Regions from separate parts of the Mus musculus genome. Here region 2 is linked to region 1. The links are chromatin contacts, called in public promoter capture Hi-C maps. All regions are on one chromosome and are shown on one strand. The core of a region is the stretch at or near the end of the contact, and the rest is flanking DNA. Distances in the headings are between cores, read along the strand shown.

Region 1 (5,926 bases), core at 725-3,224:
CCAGGCCCAGAGGAATCCCCAAAATGTAGGTAATACTAAAGACCACATTGTGGAGTCTCAAGAGTATAGTGAGGTGCAAATGTCTGCCAATGCATGAAACCATGTGACAGATAGAGCATGCGCAGAAAAAGCCTACCTACGTAAATGTCCCAGAGAACCTGCGGGCAGGCGCATAGCATAAAAGCCGAGCACATTGGACGCCAAGCTTCCCTCTCCTTTAGCGGCCCACTCTCACTGGGAACTACATCTTGTCTTAAGCAGTGGTCTCGGATGGTTATCTCTGCTCAATTCTTCCTTCCAAACTCAAGAAGCCCTCTGCAGGTGACATCCACTGATGTCGCTAAGAACAATGCTGAGTGTGTGTGTGTGTGTGAGCGTGCACAGATGGAGAAGACTGTGACGTGTTTGAGGTAAACATGAGCCCCCCCACCCCCATTTTATTCTCATTTTGTTGCACACCCTGCCCCCACAGGGCGACTGAACACGCAGAGACCACTTTAAAAAAAAACTTGCTGCGGTTTGAAAATCAAACGCACCTACAAACCAAAGCTGTCCACACACCAGCTAGCTGATAGACATTCTTTCTCAATCCTGCTGAACAGCTCGCTCGCAGTCTGACCCTGTCTCTAATTGAAAGACTGGCCTTTGAAGGGAGAGAAGCTTGAAGTTCTCTGCAGAGCCAGGGTTTCTGTCCCCATGGATTAAGAGTGGCTGCCCTCCTGCTCTGTCACTGTACAGTCAATTGGTCGCTCTCCCTTCCTATTTCTTTTAAGTCACAGCAGCCACAAGATAGCAAATTCTGAGAGGATAAGCAAGAAGGCTTCACTCAATAGAGTGCCCCCACTAAAACTAAACTTCCAGATAACAATTCTTATTCTGTCTTGTCCTGGCTGGTGAAAATGGACCTATGGAATTTCTGGGATTCTGTTTGCTATGAGCTTTAAGGGGTGACAGCAGACTGACTAATACACCCCCAGGAGGAACACCCGGAGTTTTCCTCCGCTTGGGCAGAGTGTTTGTACAGCTTCAAACGCTCCGAACATTGGAACTTGACATTTTGAAACAGGATCAGTCAGGTCTGCTTGTGCCAGTATTTGAACTGGTAAAGAATAGAGCATCTCTGGACTCAGCAGTCCCTGCTCCAATCCCAGGACTAATTGACAAAGCTGTGTGGAAACAAGGCAGCCAGGAGGATTTAGCTAATCTCTTCTGCCCTTTGTGCTAGTTCCGAGCAGACAAGAGCCTGCTGGGTTGCAGCCTCGAGGATAAGATCTGTGCATCCGGGGGCTTGGGGGCAGGGGTGGGGGTGGGGGATAAGAACATTACTCAGAGGTAGAGTGCTTGCATGAGACCCAGGGTTCAATCTTCAGCCCCATAGAAAGAAAAGCAGAGAAAAAAATCAGTGCACACAAGCATAAGGAAGGGAAACACATTCTAGTATTCTGGACTTCAGCATATTCCTGCAGCCCAGTGGTAAACAGTGTATGATTTTTAATGCAGGTATAAAGATGCAAAGAACTGCACGTTTTCATTGCTAGACCAGTATATCCTCAATGCGTAACATTTTATCTAGCTTTGTATTTCTCGATCTCATTCGTGACTTGTATTTTGGGTTTCCTAACACACTGTTCCCAGTGACAGGAGATGTTAGCCGTGGGCACTCCATGTGCAGCCCCTCTAGTGGGGTTAAACAGTTCCTGGAAGTAAAGCAATTGTGAGTTGTAGATTCTCACCCCATCTATCAATCCTCAGTCAAGGCTGGCCCTGCGATCATCTGACTTCCTTTAATCCACCAGTCAGGTCATTTCCATAGCTACCCCTAGCCATAGCCTACTGTAGGCCAGAATATAAAGAAGTATTCAGCTCCTACTCTCCTGCTCCCTTCCCCCTATGACTGGCAAGAGTCTGGTGTGCTAGAATTCTTTCTGAAGTGACTGGATTTTTTAATCAGTAGCCAGCACTCCCCTTTGACCCTGTTCATTACAAAACTTCCTGGATGCTTTCCATGCCTTAGAGAGGAAGCAAGGCTGACCACACAGCCACAGAGAGATGCATTTCTCCTGTCTTTGGAGAAGACGCTGCCATTTCTACTGTGTACGTCAGACGTTTGCTTCGACTGAGGCTAATTCTCATTCTCTTTTGTCCTCGATGGTACAAATGGACCTATATCTCCTGGAATTTCTGAGATTCTGTTTGCTATAAGCTTTAAGGAGTGACAGCAGAAGACTAATATATCCCCAGGAGGAACACCCAGAGTCTTCCTGTAAGAGAACTCTGAGCTCGGGTCTTACACTAGAACTGCCTGCCCCCTTCACAGGTCTTTCCGAAACGTCTTAGGGTTACTATTGTTGTATGAATCACTGTGATCAAAAGCAACTTGGGGAGAAAAAGTTTATCCTCAAAGAAGTCAGGACAGAAACTCAACAGGGTTAGAAACCCAGAGGCAGGAGCTGATGCAGAAGCCATGGAGGGGTGCTGTTTACTGGCTTGCTCCCCATGGCTTACTCAGACTGCTTTCTTATAGAACCCAGAACCACCAGCCCAGGGGTGGTACCACCCACAAAGGGCTGGGCCCTCCCCCATCAACAACAAATGAAGAAGGTGCCCTACAGACTTGCTCACAGCCTGGGTCTTATGGAGGCATTTTCTCAATTGATGCTCCTTCCTCTTTGATGACTGTAGCTTATGTCGAGTTGATATTAAACCAGTCAGGACACCAAATAGAGCCTGTGCTCTTATGATGCTCATTCTCTTGTCTCTCTTTCCTTCTCTCATCTCATTGACCTTACAGGAAGAGCAGGCAGTGTGCTTTGAGAGACAACTAGTAAAAATGCAGTTAGTGCTTTGCAGGGGTTAAAGATCCTTTCTTCAAATACGATCCCATTCTGAGCTGTGGGCGATGACGATTTAAAAACACATGAGTTTCGAGGGGACAAAACTTAGCTCTTAACAACTCGACCGCACCTTCTTTGTCCATACAACTAGTATCACCCGAGCTTGTAAGTCTTTTGGTGGAAGAGTTAAGAAGAGTGAAGTTAGAGACCCTGCACAGATGGGTCTTGAGGATGGAGCCCCTGTGGTGACATTAGTGGCAGTATAAAAAGACGAACAGATGCTAGAGCTAGCAAGCTTGGTGTTTTATCCTGTGATGTTGTTGTGTGACTTTTCCTAGGGAGTCATGAACAAATGTCCTTTCACCCCCAAATGGGTCATTGACAACACACCAAAGAAACAATCCCACACATCTAGCTTAGTGAACTGCACTGGCTGCTTTTGTGCCAACTTGACACAAGCTAGAGTCACCAGAGAGGAAAGAGCCTCAGTTGAGGCAATGCCTCCATGAGATCCAGCTGTAAGGCATTTTCTCATTTAGTGATCAGTGGGGAAGGGCCCAGAACGTTGTGGGTTGTACCACACCTGGGCTGGTGGTCCTGGGTTCCATAAGAAAGCTGGCTGAGCAAGTCCCGATGACCAAGATGATCAAGCCATGGGGAGCAAGCAGCACCCCTCCATGGCCTCTGCATCAGCTCCTGCCTCTAGCAGGTTCCATCCATGTTTGACCTTCTGTCCCGACGTCCTCCAATGATGGATCATGACCTGGAAGTATAAGCCAAATAAACCCTTTCCTCCCCATCTTGGCTTTTGGTCATAGTGATTTACCACAGGGTCTTTATAAAGACCCTGACTAAGACATGAACCAATGGGCTTATTGCAGTTACAGGAATATGGCTAAGCAGAGCTACTTACAGAAGCACGAGAGACTCTGGCAGTAGCATCGTTGAAAACACTCCCAGACCCCCGGACCTCAGCATGGCTTAGGACTCAACAAAAGCTGTCACTGGTGTTCCCTTGCATCTTGCAGGGAGCTCTACCGACGAGCTTTCCTCTTTCCAGCAATTATTGACTGCTTATATAATCCCAGAATCCCAGGGAGAGAGCTCCATAGGCCTTGTCTCTTCTGTGAACTTCCACAGTTTTCTAAAGGTTGCAGACTTTCTGAGTGTTGGGAACCTTCTCCAGGAAGGAATGTCTTCAAGCTGGAGGAATCAGCCCCTCAACTGATACCCTCTGCCACGTGTTAGGAGACCCTGGTTAGACCCTGTGTTCATATAGACTTCCCAGCCTCCAAAACTGGGAACAAAGGCTACATCTCTTTATAAATAACCCAGCTGTGGTTTCTCTTAACACGATTTCCCCATTGACAAGGAGCCCCCGTGACTAACAGGCATTTTTTTTTCCTTCTTGCTGCAGAGACAACTTCTTAAATGGAGGTTTCCTTCCTAGATGTAAATCTCTCATACGAAATGAAAAGCTCTGCTCTGTTTTCAGAATCCTGTGTCTTCAGTTTCTCAAAATTGTCCATATGCCAACGTGGAATATTTTGGGATAGCATATTCTGATTTCCCAGAGACAAAAAAATAAACAATCAAAATATGTAAATGACACAGTTATCGAAGATGAAGTGGAGGGAGAGGGGAGAGTGGGTGGTTCCAAGGGAGTGCTTGTGTGTGAATCTAGAAGGATGATTGACAGGGAAAGCCGCAAAGCCAAGCAAATGCCTGGCAAATGAAAGTACACAGCCAAGAGTCTCAGCTCAGGGGTTTCCTGGTATGCTCTAGAGAAAGCAGGAAGGCCATGTGGATGGAGTAAGACCAGTGTAGAAGGTGATACAGGAAAAGAAGCCAGGATGAGGGAGGACTGGTAGGGATGGTAGACTTGGCAAAAGCTGGCTTTTATGGAGCTGAGATGTCTCAGGAAGAAGGGGCTGTTGTGATATTGTTGACTCACATCTGTAATCCCAGCATCCCAGAAGTTGAGGCAAAGGGGTTGCCATGGCTCTGAAACCACCCTGGGCACATTGGAGCCTTAGAAATTAGTAGTAAATGGCTTCTCGTGTAAGCTCAAAGACAGAGAACAGCACCGTGAATGTCGCTGTACTCGAAGCTTGTCTTATGATGCCTGGGCCACCTCTCTGAGCTACCCTCTGATGAACAAATATAAAGGTTGTCAGGATATGGTGGTGGTTTTGATGGCTAATCTCTTTTAGTTATTCGATGTATTTCCAGAAGGGGGCTTTAAGGAAACTCTTTTGCAAGAAGTTTCTTTAGGCAGAAAAGGGAACTTGAGAGAGCTCGTCCCTGAATGAGGGAAAGACAAAGCAAAGTTCAGGAGATTCTCATTCAGAGCCATTTGTCTGCTTATCGCGCTGGCCATTGGTGGTACAAACCTTTAGTCCCAGCACTCCTGAGGCAGAGGCAGGTGGATCTCTATGAGTTCAAGGCCAGTCTGGTCTACAGAGTGCGCTCCAGAACTGCCAGGGCTACAAGGAGAAACCTTGTCTCAAAAAAATAAAAAAATGAAAAAAATAAAAAATAATAAAAATCTTGCCAAAGCATTGAACCTTGACAATCAAGACACACAACCGATACTCGAGTATCATGCAGGGGGCAGTCTACTTCCCTGCAATTCTGCCAGGCTCTCTCTACTCATTCCTCTCATTCTTGTTGGGCTATGGCAGAATCCAGAGAGGGGTTAGGAAGTGATTACAACCCAGGAGGCTGCTAATAACCTGAGAGGGTGGTAGGGAAGCTAGAACCATGACAGCTGCACTCAAGTAGATGGGATTCACCAGAGCCTAATGGCACCCTGAAAGGTCCACGGGACTTTCTGGTCAACTAGATGTGTGGTAGAAAAGCAGACAGAAGGGTGAGGGCAGCATTACTGAGGTTAGCATAGACTCAGGGAGGTGTGCAGGTGGGCTCAGTTAGCTCTGAGATCTAGTTCTAATACTTTGTGTTTAACATAAGCATGACATCTGTTAGTGAAAAAGTGTAAAAAAAACTAGGCCTTTAGGCCCAGGCTGGAGAATGTGACCTTTGTGACTCAGTGCTCCAAGGCATGCTAATCATAAAAAAGATAGCAACAT
Region 2 (6,193 bases), core at 676-3,175, 67 kb before region 1:
ATTCTGTAGACCAGGCTGGCCTTGAACTCAGAAATCCGCCTGCCTCTGCCTCCCGAGTGCTGGGATTAAAGGTGTGTGCCACCACACCCGGCTAATATTGATAATCTTTATTTGAAAAAATGTCATGAACCATTTGAATGATGAGCCACAGAACCTCAGTTGAATTTATTTCCACTTTTGGCATGTTAAATATAGATTTAATTTTAAGTACTTCAGTTAATGGGTTTATAAAGTCAAGCACTAGCATTGGTCAGTTTTGTATGATAGGATGTAAGTGTGTTCTCACCTGCAGTGTAAATACAGCACACTGTAGAATTCTCTTAAGGTGCATAGTAAATGTATAGATAGTCACAGGCGGTTTTGTAATGTATACATTTCTAATCTATTATTCCTAACCTGTCATGTTTGCAGAGAGAAAAGAATTTTTCTAATGATCTGTAAAATTATGTTAACTTCTACAAGTAGGTATTCTAAATAAACTTTTTTAAAAGAGCAATCTGTGATCCAGTGACTCTTGATATAATGTATTAATGCATAATGTACTAAATTAATCCTCTTATTTTTTATTGTGTGTGTGAAAAAGATGGGTACAGGCTTGACAGGAATTTTGACAATCTCTAATATATGTTTTACTTGATACTTTATATTCTTTTAAAATAAGTGGAGTTTATACATATTTTATACATTAAAGATGAGGCTCAGCATATCTAAATGACCCCAAAAACTACACAGTAAGAATAAAGGCGGTCTGTCTTTCTCAGGTAAAAGCCTCCTGAATCACGACTACACAGTGCACTTGATTGTACTGTTTAAATGTTTGAAATATCCCACTATTTCAGTCTAAAGATAATGTCCAGTGATGAATGCAACCAAGAAAAAACACTGAAGCAGTATCATTAGACACTGAAATGCTGTTCTCCTCCCGGTCGTTTACTACTGAGTTATTGAGGAAACCTCAGGAAGGCTTTACTCATGATTTTGTCTTCCTTTCACCTCATTCTAACTTGTCCCTCAGAATCCTCTTGCCCGTGTGGGGTAAGGACACTGCTGTCAGTGTTAAACGTCATTGAATATCTATCTACAAGATCACTTTCCTGCTAACATTGACAGCTTTGTTCTGCATTCATTTCTTGTGGGTATGACAGCCTGGGTAATGATCCACCATGAGAATTTTGTGAGTAAATGACAAATACTTGGCTGTACTTCGAGTTAGAAACAGTACAAAAACTAACTTATCCACCTCGGAACTTTAAAGGTTTTTTTGGTTTTGTTTGTTTTGTTTTGTTTTACCAACTTGTTTGTTTTAAATGAGGAAAGCAGAGACAGATGGTCTCTGGCTGAAAGAAGCCCTTTAGCTATGAATCCAGCGCTCGTGCGCTCCCTAAAGCCTTTGTGTTTTACTGGGTGAAACATTTCTGCTTTGGGATGGTATACAGTACAAATGACAAATACAATTGATCATCGATGTGAATAAAAGGCAAACATCTACTTCTGCTCAAGTGGTTTAACTAGGTGGGGTTTCGTCCATACCTGAACACACACAAGGTAGCACACCCCAGCGGAAGCCACGAGCCTAGAAATGGCTATGCCCAAGCTCTCTCCGCCTGCCCTGCATTCTAAAACCGTTTGCTTGAAGGCAAGGAGAGCAAACTACACGGCAGGGGCACTAGAGAAGTAAGCTCGAGATGGGGCGGTAATCACGCCCCCGAGCCCGAGCCCTTCCCTGCAGAGACCTAGCGGTTGCAGTGGCCAGGGAGGCCCGCGGGACGTGAACCAGGAAAGTAAGGACGTCCCAGGACCACTCGAGTCTCCGCCCACCGCTGGCGGGGCTCCACCCCACCGAGGGGCATAGAGCTCTTCCGCCAATCGATGCCAAAGCTACTGCTCTTCCGCCGTTTTCCCCGCCTCTTCCGTTTCCGCCCTTCTGCGGGCCTGACCTAACGGAAGCGTTACCCGTGGTTCCTTACCCATGGCGTCCCAGGGGTCGGTGACGGCGGCTTTGCGGGTGGCCGAGGTGCTGGAGAGCATCGCGAACCGCTGCGTGGGGCCCGAGGGCGGCCAAGTGTTGTGTACGAAGCCCACCGGCGAGGTGCTGCTTAGCAGGGATGGAGGCTGCCTCCTGGAGGCGCTGCACTTAGAGCATCCCTTAGCCAGGTACCTCACTTCTCCTGCCCTCCACTAGGCGCGCATCTCCCTCAATCTCCCATCCCATCCTGAGGCCGTGGACCTGGATAAAACCAGTGTAGACATCAGAGAGCTGCCCAAACTACTAGTCCCGAGCCCCAAACCTCATCACGTGCACAGAACACTTCTTACTCTTTCCCCATCCCTGAATGAAGTAGTTAAAGGAAAAGTAAAGCAAAGCCTATATGTCAAAAGGACAATCTGTGTGCCTTATAGCTATGAAAATGTGGATTTAACCCAGAAAATCTGAGTTATTTTTTTCCCTTCCTATACAGGATGATAGTGGCGTGTGTTTCCAGTCACCTTAAAAAGACAGGAGATGGTGCTAAGACATTTATTATTTTTCTTTGCCATTTACTCAGAGGACTTCATGCAATCGGAGAAAAAGGAAAAGATTCATTCACTTCTGAAAATATTCAGAGCCATGAAAGGCATTGGAAAAACTGTTGTCAGTGGAAATCTATTTCCCAGGCTCTGCAAACGTTTCAGACACAAACCCTAGGTTGTATTGTAGACCGGAGTTTAAGCAGGCACTACCTGTCTGTCTTTTCTTCATCCACTGAAGGAAGAAAACTGTGCAGGCACTCGCTAGAGTTGCTCCTGGAAGCATACTTTTGTGGAAGAGTGGGAAGAAACAATCACAGATTCATTTCACAGTTGATGTGTGACTACGTTTTCAAGTGTATGGCTTGTGAAAGTGGGGTTGAAGTATTTGAGTTGTTGGATCACTGTTTTGCAGAGTTGAATGTTGGCGTGACAGGCCTTCCTGTTTCAGATTCTAGAATCATAGATGGCCTTGTGCTTCCCAGGGACTTTTCTATGTACTGCCCAGCAGATGGTGACATTAGGATGGTGATAGTAACAGAAATCCTCCAGCCTCAGTTTTCATCGGCTGGCTCGGAGTTTGTTCTCAATTCAGAAACACAGTTTCAGGCATCTCAGTGCTGGATCACGGACAGGACAAAAACAGTAATGAACCACTTGCGTGGTCAGAATGTAAAACTGCTCCTGACCAGTGTGAAGCAACCAGACCTGGTTATTTACTGTGCAAGACTTAATAGCATATCAGTGGTGGAGTGTTTATCAGCCGAAGAAGTTTCCCTTGTCCAGAGGATCACTGGTCTTTCTCCTTGTGTCCTACCAGAGGTTGCTTCACAGTGTGAAATTTCTGATAGTACTTTGGTGAAGTTTTGCAAGCCCCTCATCCTTAGATCCAAGAGGTATGTTCATCTCGGCTTGATTAGCACATGTGCATTTATACCTCACTCTATGGTCCTCTGTGGACCGGTTCTGGGTCTTGTTGAACAGCATGAGAGAGCTTTTCACGGAGCATTTAAGATGCTTCGGCAGCTATTTACTGACCTTGATCTAAATTACATCATACAAACCAAACAGCAATGTAACCCAAGTCCTCTTGCTTATGACAATAGCAGAGAGCGTAATCACTCACCAGAAACTGATAAGTATCAGGACATAGTAGCAAAGAGCAAAAATAAATTGGAAACTCAAACACATTTAGAAGTATATTCAGGTTTGGGGGCTTCAGATACAGAATTGAGAGCAGGTAAGCCGTGGTCAGCACACAAGAAGACACCAATAGCTCCATCCCAAACAGATGAAATGCTGAAGTGCTTGCCTCCAGAAAGAAGCGGGATAATTGATAACTGTGACCTGTCAATTGAGAATCATTCCACTGGAAATCCTACAGCAGAAGACACTGGAACAGAAATTTCTTTCGAACACTTACAGGTCTCAGATAATGCCGGAAAGGGTTACACGCTGCCAGTGATGCGCAAGTCACTAGATACCTGTACTTGTCAGGGTTATTGTTCATCCACTGTGCCAGCAGGCTGTGTGCTGCCAGTGGGTGGAAGTTTTGAGATTTTGATGAGTTACTACCTTCTCAGCTATGCCAAACAATGCCGACAATCAGATGAAACTGTCATCAGTATGTTAATAGCTGATGCTCTTCTAGGCATCCCTAAAATCCTTTATAAGCCTAAGAAGGGAAAGGACAGTTTCCCACACATATACATGCGGTCTCTCCATGCACTGCAAGCCAGTCAACCCATGGTAAGTGGTCAATCAGGGTTCGAGTCAGTAGCTGGTAAGTACCAATTACTAACTTCAGTTCTTCAGTGTTTGATGAAAATATTAACCATTGATTTAATAATCAACATCAAGAGGCAACCTCAGAAAACTGCTGACCAAGAATCAGAAGACGAATTTTAACACTCAGTTTTCTGTTGCTCGAACTTTCAGTCTGGGGCCAGAGAAATGGCTCAGTGGGCAAAGGCATTTAATGGCAAACCTGACTGACTGCCTGCGGTCATCACCCAGGGTGGAAGGAGAGGGTGAAGTCCTGAGACATGTCCTTTGTTGTACACACATGTTCGCAGACAAACACTAAACGTTAGGAAAAAAATGTATTCAGCTCAAGCTAAATATTAAAACAGGCTTCTGGCTGACTGAAGTCAACCCAGTCCTTAAGTCCATTGAGTCCACCAGACCATTCAGACAACAGGTATCAGCTCTATGGAACAAAAACTGGCTAAATCTGTCTCCTTGTCTCTGGTCTGCGCTAGTCTGTCTAAGGGAGCTTGCCTCTATAGCTCCCTCTTCTGTACCTTTTCCCACTTTGTTTCCTTGAACTTTCTGTATGTCATAGAGTCGTGTAACCTCCCCACTTGAACGAGGTCTTCACATGCCATCTTACATTGTTTGTGAACATGAGTATAAAATGTTATCTCTTATGTAAAGCAGTAAATAAAAGTCAATTTTTCTTTGTAAGAAGCATGTAAGTTAATTGTCCTTGTGGTTGTCATTTGGTTTATTTCTAGTTATTGAAAACGGTTGGTTGGGGGCTGGGGAGATGGTTCAGCAAGTAGGACCATTTGCCACCCAAGCCAGGCAACCTGAATTGGAAAGAAAGAACCAATTCCACAAAGCTCCACACGTACACTGTGGCACTGCACATGCACATGCATGCACGTAAACAGTAAATAATTCCAAAATCTGCACCTTTGAATACCTGTTCAAAAATAGGACTATTCATTGTGAATTCACCTTTTATAATTAGAAGTTAATGCCAGAAAAGATGGGGAATTCGTTCCTTTCGTTTTCTCCTGGCTCCTAAGTCTTGTAAGGATTCTGTACAGTTGCTAGTTGTTCTTTGTTTCAGTGCTTGCCAGATTTCAGTAGCAACAAATAATTTGACAGTTATCTCTAGTGTAGATCACAAGTGCTTCCCTGTCACTTTATTGTGTGTGTAGTCATAAATAAGGACAGGGTCTTCTCCTTTTAGTAACTGTAACACCCAAAAGAATGTTTTGTTTACACCAGTGTTTAAATGTGCTTGTTAAGTAACAGTGTTATCTCAACCCATGTCCATGCTCCTAGGTTATTCATTCAATAAATAAATTCTTAACTGTGCAAATACTAGGCTGGACAGTGAGTCTGATATGCTCTTGTGCACTTTCTACAAAGTTAATAGGTAGGTTGATGACTTCTGACTGGATTTAGGAAAAGTAAAACAAAAACATCTTTATATTTGAAAGCCTTCTGACGAATAATGTTTGTAAATTGTAGTGGCCTGGGGTAGCTCTGGGAAAGGGGTCTGCTGCAGAGGCATGAGGATCCTGGGTCTGAATCTCCAATATCTACCCAGAAGCCAGGCTTCGGAGCATGCCTCTGACCCTGCCGCTGGGCATGGCGGTCAGGGTGGTGACAGGCAGATCTCTGGAGCGTGCCTGCCAGCCAGACTAGCCAACTGATTGCTCCAGGTTCAGTGAGACCTCACTCTTTCAAAGTAACTGGAGAGCAATAGAGGAAGTACAGCCAAAGTCAGCTCCCTCCCCCCTCCATATGTGCATTTGCAGTTGAATACCACACACACATACATACACACACATATGTACAAACGTGTATCATGCCCCACAGTATCTTCATACAGAACCCAGATCTTATGTTACATATAGCAGTGCCTTAAAAGTTTATGCCATATGATGCA

What was found. Promoter capture Hi-C pulls out the DNA fragments that hold promoters and counts their contacts.
Region 2: a contact with region 1 is called in a promoter capture Hi-C map of macrophages, with 8 read pairs. The contact joins the promoter of Bbs10 here to the enhancer-like site in region 1. A contact is called at or near these places in 3 of 39 promoter capture datasets (3T3-L1-derived adipocytes, liver and macrophages), 18 of 484 Hi-C or Micro-C datasets (the G1E-ER4 cell line, the HPC-5 cell line, bone marrow-derived macrophages and 11 more), 3 of 115 datasets of contacts at active chromatin or transcription factors (embryonic stem cells and trophoblast stem cells) and 2 of 9 other capture datasets (adipose tissue and liver).

The regions. Positions count from the first base shown.
Region 1 is chr10:111,363,292-111,369,217 of GRCm38.p6, forward strand. It overlaps Gm30145 (a long non-coding RNA gene), which reads right to left. Exons shown (of 5, transcript XR_872033.1): 5 at 3,413-3,597. Among named protein-coding and RNA genes, the nearest start is that of Gm30145, 12 kb to the right of the region's middle. Within about 2 kb of position 1,975, at least 82 of the 459 cell types and tissues checked have an H3K27ac peak or open chromatin away from gene starts, as enhancers often do. A contact at or near this core is called in 3T3-L1-derived adipocytes, adipose tissue, bone marrow-derived macrophages and 5 more, where this site is marked.
Region 2 is chr10:111,296,754-111,302,946 of GRCm38.p6, forward strand. It overlaps Bbs10 (Bardet-Biedl syndrome 10 (human)), which reads left to right and starts at 1,926. Exons shown (of 2, transcript NM_027914.1): 1 at 1,926-2,154; 2 at 2,460-4,983. The coding sequence starts at 1,970. The coding sequence ends at 4,416. Osbpl8 (oxysterol binding protein-like 8) reads left to right here. Exons shown (of 24, transcript NM_175489.3): 24 at 1-494.